Linked DNA regions of Zea mays: region 1 is linked to region 2. The links are chromatin contacts, called in public Hi-C maps. All regions are on one chromosome and are shown on one strand. Each heading gives the region's core, a stretch centred on a gene start, on an enhancer-like site or on the middle of the called end of the contact. The rest is flanking DNA. Distances are from core to core; before and after follow the strand shown. Region 1 holds the start of LOC542177 (PK protein). Region 2 holds the start of LOC100191841 (Isocitrate dehydrogenase [NAD] catalytic subunit 5 mitochondrial).

Evidence for each region. A called contact is a pair of places that touch in the nucleus more often than the background predicts.
Region 1: a Hi-C map of tassel shows a contact between it and region 2, with 2.2 times the contacts expected there. The contact joins the promoter of LOC542177 here to the promoter of LOC100191841 in region 2. A contact is called at or near these places in 3 of 25 Hi-C or Micro-C datasets (leaf and tassel).

What each region holds. Positions count from the first base shown.
Region 1 is chr3:44,133,707-44,136,406 of Zm-B73-REFERENCE-NAM-5.0, forward strand. LOC542177 (PK protein) reads right to left here and starts at 1,320. Exons shown (of 3, transcript NM_001111796.2): 1 at 909-1,320. The coding sequence starts at 1,163.
Region 2 is chr3:43,894,270-43,896,969 of Zm-B73-REFERENCE-NAM-5.0, forward strand. It overlaps LOC100191841 (Isocitrate dehydrogenase [NAD] catalytic subunit 5 mitochondrial), which reads left to right and starts at 1,256. Exons shown (of 8, transcript NM_001137265.1): 1 at 1,256-1,289; 2 at 1,543-1,724. The coding sequence starts at 1,560.

The sequences.
Region 1 (2,700 bases), core at 70-2,569, 240 kb after region 2:
GTCGATTAATCACAGTTACATTTTCTTCCATCATTTGAATTGAAGATAAAAAATCAAAACAATATTGTGATCAGTTTTCATTATCACTTTCAGATAATTATAACACTACCAGACTTTAGCAACCCAGGTCAAAAATAGACCAGAACAGAAAAAATTCAGTTATTAAGACTGAGACATAGAAAGGGCAAGTAGCCGTGGATGAGGACCACAGGCCCACAGGCCACAGCCAATGGTGAAAGGAAAGGGACAACAAGCCAAAGGACGAGTAACTCCATCCTATTGCACAACTCGCATGTGAGCCAAGCTACATGCTGGTTGCTGGACATTAATGCTTAGATGCTCAGAGATCTGAAGTAGTCGCCAATTGGTCGTCCACAGTTGGCAGCTGACAACCAAATTAGCCTGTAGTACTAAAGCAAGTACTAGCAGGCACAAGCAGCCAGTTGCTTTTCTGGTAAGGACACGGGACAACGCGATTGGTCGGGATTTCCGCCAATCCGACCCAGGAATCAAGAACGTCCAAAAGAACGTCGGCGCCGACAAAAGGGAGTAGAGATCACATCTAACGTCAGATCCCTAAAAGTTGACCATAGGAACTGAAATTGTGGTTTAACCGTCACAGGAACTAACCCAGCAACCAAGATGGTTCGTATCCCATGTGGATTGGATGGGATTGAAAAAATTTATGAAAGATTTTGACTTGTTCGGGATTGAAACCCACTCAATCCCACCCAATCCACATGATCCACCCAATCCACATAAATTGAGAGCAAAAAGAACAAGCCCTAAGTGGAGCAGACGGCACAGGAAGGTAAGGAAACAACACCGTATCGCAGATCGCGAACCGTAGCACGAGACCGCGGGGATTGAGAAGGAAGGTAAGGAGATTGCGAGGGCGGGGGAAGGACCTTGGTGTCGAGCATAACGGCGCAGAGGATCCCGGTGAGCTCCATGGCGGCGTGCAGGTTGTCGAGCGTCTCCTGGTGGTACTCGTGGGAGCCATGGGAGAAGTTGAAGCGCGCGACGCACATCCCGGCGCGCAGCAGGCGCGAGATCATCTCGACGGATCGCGACGCCGGGCCGAGCGTGCAGACGATCTTGGTCTTAGGCCGGCGCCGCGCCACGGGCTCCTCCCCCCACGCCAACTCACCGCCCGCCGCCATCGCTAGATCTGCGCAAGCAAAGGAGAGGCAGGTGCTGGGATTCGTTTGGCTGCCTCGCCCCTTCCCCTTGTTTCGCTTTTGGACTGCGCGTTCTTCTTGCCCTCCAAGAATGAATGGGGGCGGCGTCGAGAAGGATTCTTCTTCTGTGGACGGAATTAAGGGAGGGACCGAGAGAGGGATGGGAAGTTATAGGCAGAGAAGAGAGGGACAAGTGGGCCCGCCTGACCGCGTGTCTGCTAGGGACGGGCAACCAAAACCTTTTGCGGTCAAAACCATGGGGGGCAGAGCGCAGTTCGGTTCCCACCGTATGCGCGAAATCCGACGGGGCAAAGGCGACCGAGGCTAGTCTTGACTTATTAGTTGGCATTAGCTAGGACTATTTTCAACCGTATTTTACATCTCTATATCTCTTATTTACAGATTTTTAAAAAATATTTATTTTTAATATCTTATTTCTCTCTAAGTATGTTATTTATATCTTATCTTTATATATTAAATATTTATATTAAAGACTGTTGATACCCTGTAACTGGGGTATTCACACCACTACCTTAAGGAACGGTTAACCCTACCAAGACAGGTCCTGGTCTGACGCGTGTAAGGGGCTTGAGTTGCATGCGCCAGGTCGTCAGACCCCTAGCGAACGAAAGCCCAGGGTTTGCTTGTTGTACACAACCTCGGAACTCGCACCTCACGGTGGCAGGGGTCTGGAGTCGCCATGTTGTCCCTTGGCCCATAGCTCAAACCTTCGTCCAGATGGAACTCCCTATCAGCAGCCACAATACTCGCATTTATTGTAGAGTGGCTGAAGGGTGCACAACGGGCTACAAAGTGTGGCAGACTGACAAGACTGCTCACGCGTTACCAAGGAACACGACAGTTCACCTGTATCGCATGCATACAATGCCTACTCAAACTAATGCAAGCTACAGAGGCGCTTATCTCGTCCGCGTGAGCAACGCCATCATGAAGCGTCGTTCGGCCACTCGATACTCCCGTTGTTGTGCAGACCAGATGTGACAACACAAAGATATAAGATTGGATCCTTCACGCATTAGTACATCCAGCCCAGCAGTCAGCACGGTGGATGGTTGCCAAGGCAAACCCGAGGTGATAGGAAGAACACACCTAGTCATGGAGTCAGCGCGATATCCGGGGAAGATCTTAGCCCACCAATGCACTTATAACTCCAAGAGATATGTATTTAATATAGGCACACAGGGCCCACTTGTCGGGGTCCACCATTCTTGTGCATGTTCCCCTTAGACTATAAAAGGGAAGCACATGCTATGCAAAGGACACAGGCAGAAATGCACATTCAGACTCTCAATTCTTAAAGCAATACAGTCCATAATGGATGTAGTGTATTATGCTCCGGCGGTCCGAACCACTCTAATCCTTGTGTTCTTGAGTCCTTCAATTGATCATGCAAATCCTTGAGCCCCCTCCTCATCTTAGGATTAGGGCAAGTGCATTCCGCCACCCGATCGGAGGATCTCCCTTCCGACATTTGGCGCGCCGGGTAGGGGGAAAGGTG
Region 2 (2,700 bases), core at 6-2,505:
AAAGCCAACATGACAATGAACTTTGCAATTAAGGGCTTATTTGGAGAGCTTCATTTCAAAAATTTCGGCTTCATTTTAACTTCTTCCATCCAAATAGATCAAACTTCATGAACTCCAGCTTTTAAAAAAATGACATTAGAGGCTGGCTTCATAAAATTTATGCTCCTCAAAGGGTGTTTCACAGAAACACTATTTTCATACCTACTCATGAAGTTGCATAAAAATTACTCACCACGTCACTTGTTACACAACATAGCGCTTCGGTTCTCTCATGACATCCACTAATCAATGGTAGTCAAGGATACACAAAAATCAATTATATTACACAGAAGCTGGAGTCCATATACAAGCTAAACACTCTTCGATCTCACTTCAATAATTTGTTGAAATTGTTGTGATAAAGCTAGAAAATTGAAGCTAAAATTCTTGAAGTGAAACCCTAAAAACACTTATTTTGCTGTCGCTCAAGAACAAAACCTTCTCTTCTACTATCTCCGGAAAAAAAAGGAACAAAACCTTCTCTTCTGCTTGCTAGGGGTGGGCATTTTAAAACCGAAAACCGAACCCGAACCCGAACCGAACCCGAATAGACCGAATTATTGGTCTATTCGGGTTTTCGGGTTCGGGTTCGGTTCCTATATGTGCTATATTTCGGGTTATGGGTTCGGGTTCGGTTCCTAACCTATAAAACCCGAATAGACCTAATAACCCGAAATATAAAAAAGCTCTTAATATGTGATGGTATTATTATATGATTTATGAACTTATTAGCTAGAAATAATGATATCATCTAAACGATAGTATATATATCTTTGTATGCTAATTTTTATAGTCACTTGTTGTAGTAATAGTACTTTCAATTAATTATTCATTGTCTATATTTTAACAAAATATACTAGTCTCTCTACAATTCAGGTCTATTCGGTGGACCGAATAGACCGAACCGAAATTGTGAGTCTATTCGGGTTCGGTTACAAAAATATTTTTGGAAATTTCGGTTCTCATTTTTTAGAACCCGAAATTTCACAAACCCAAATAGACCGAACCGAATTACCCTAATAGACCGAATGCCCAGCCCTACTGCTTGCGCAACAAACAAGCATCACCATCGACGGGGCGAGGGTACACGGAACACCAGCCGTCCGATCCATATCGACGGCCAGGTAAATCGGAGGAAGCCCGGAAGAAGTCTCCTTCCAGCACCACCCTTCTCTCCTCCGCATCCCCCCGGCCGGTTCCTCCTTGCCGCCGCCGTCGCTGTGCCAAGCCTTGCGAATAACCGTTGTCCGGTACATTCTCTTCTCCGATCTCGCTACCCACCGCTCCTTGCCTATTTGTGATCGCCTCCCGTTCAATTGGGGGCGAGCTTCTCTCCCCTGAGGCCCTGATCGAATTCCGCTGGAATCTAGAGGGTTTCATCCGATCGAATTCCACGCGTGGAGACGGGTGGTTTCGTGTACCTTTCGAGTTGTTAGGCACTATGCAGGCGTCCTCCCGTTCTGCGACGATCAGGTTTAACGTGCGTGCTGTTGGCTGTCGCAGGGCTGTGGGGGGCAGACATGGCGCTCCGGAGGCTGCTGCAGGGGAGTGTCCTGCCGCGGGTAACCGGCAGGGTTTCGGCACCGGCCGTGGCGCCGTTTTCAACGGAGTCCGGAGAGACCATCCGTGCCACGCTCTTTCCGGGCGACGGCATCGGGCCAGAGATTGCCGAGTCTGTCAAGCAGGTACAAAATTTAGGTTCGGTTTGATTGTTTTGTACAATTATTCAGATTGTCTACATGTAAATCAAAAGTTAGTTTGTTTGATGGACAAACTAAAGCTATGTTTGAAGCTAAGCTTTTAGGCAGGTTTGAAGCTGAGAACATATTGAGCATGCCGTGCAGGATGATGCACTGTTTTTTTATGCCTATCTCAGAAAGATCTAATAATGAGCTTGACTGCTTGAGTTAATAAGATAGGTGTCATACTATGATGGGGATCATAAACAAACCAAATGCTCATCCTCTCGTTCTTATAACAAGATAGATTAAACACTACTTTTTACTGCTTCTGAAACATAATGTATATATGCTATTCAAGAGCTAGCATTTATGAATTTAAACCGATTCTAGTTAGTGACATAGTGGCTTAAGAAAGAGAAATAATATTGTATTCGACAATATGGTAGCTATAACTTTATGCAAACACTAACGTATGTGCCGTGGTTGTGCAAAGTTTATTTTTGAGGGGTTCTTTATGGAGATTGATCTGACACTAGCATATAACAGTTTGGGTGACCATGTGAGGATGCTATTATCGAAAGTTGTTCTTATTGCCGGAGGAGCACTTGAGACTGTGTTCTTCCAAATGGATGTCACTTATGTCAGTTGTTATATTTCTATTATTTTCGGTTTTGATGTTCCTTTTGAAGCAGGATAGTCATTTGTGATTTTCAGTCTGTTTCTATCAGTTATTTATGGCTCTCTTATTATTTTCAAAGTTTGTGATCTACACCTTGACCAATTCTCTGTCTGAAATGCATTATATCAAGTATACGTTCAGTCGTTCAGTGACTACTGTAATCTGGGCAGTCTACTGTTGCGTTCACTGTACCAACTCTATTGGATCCAATGCAGGGCCAATAAGATACGAGTCACCAGGTCCTCAAGTTGCACTTGAGGGTCAAGGCATAGAAAGCATATGTGTAAGAAAAACATAAGG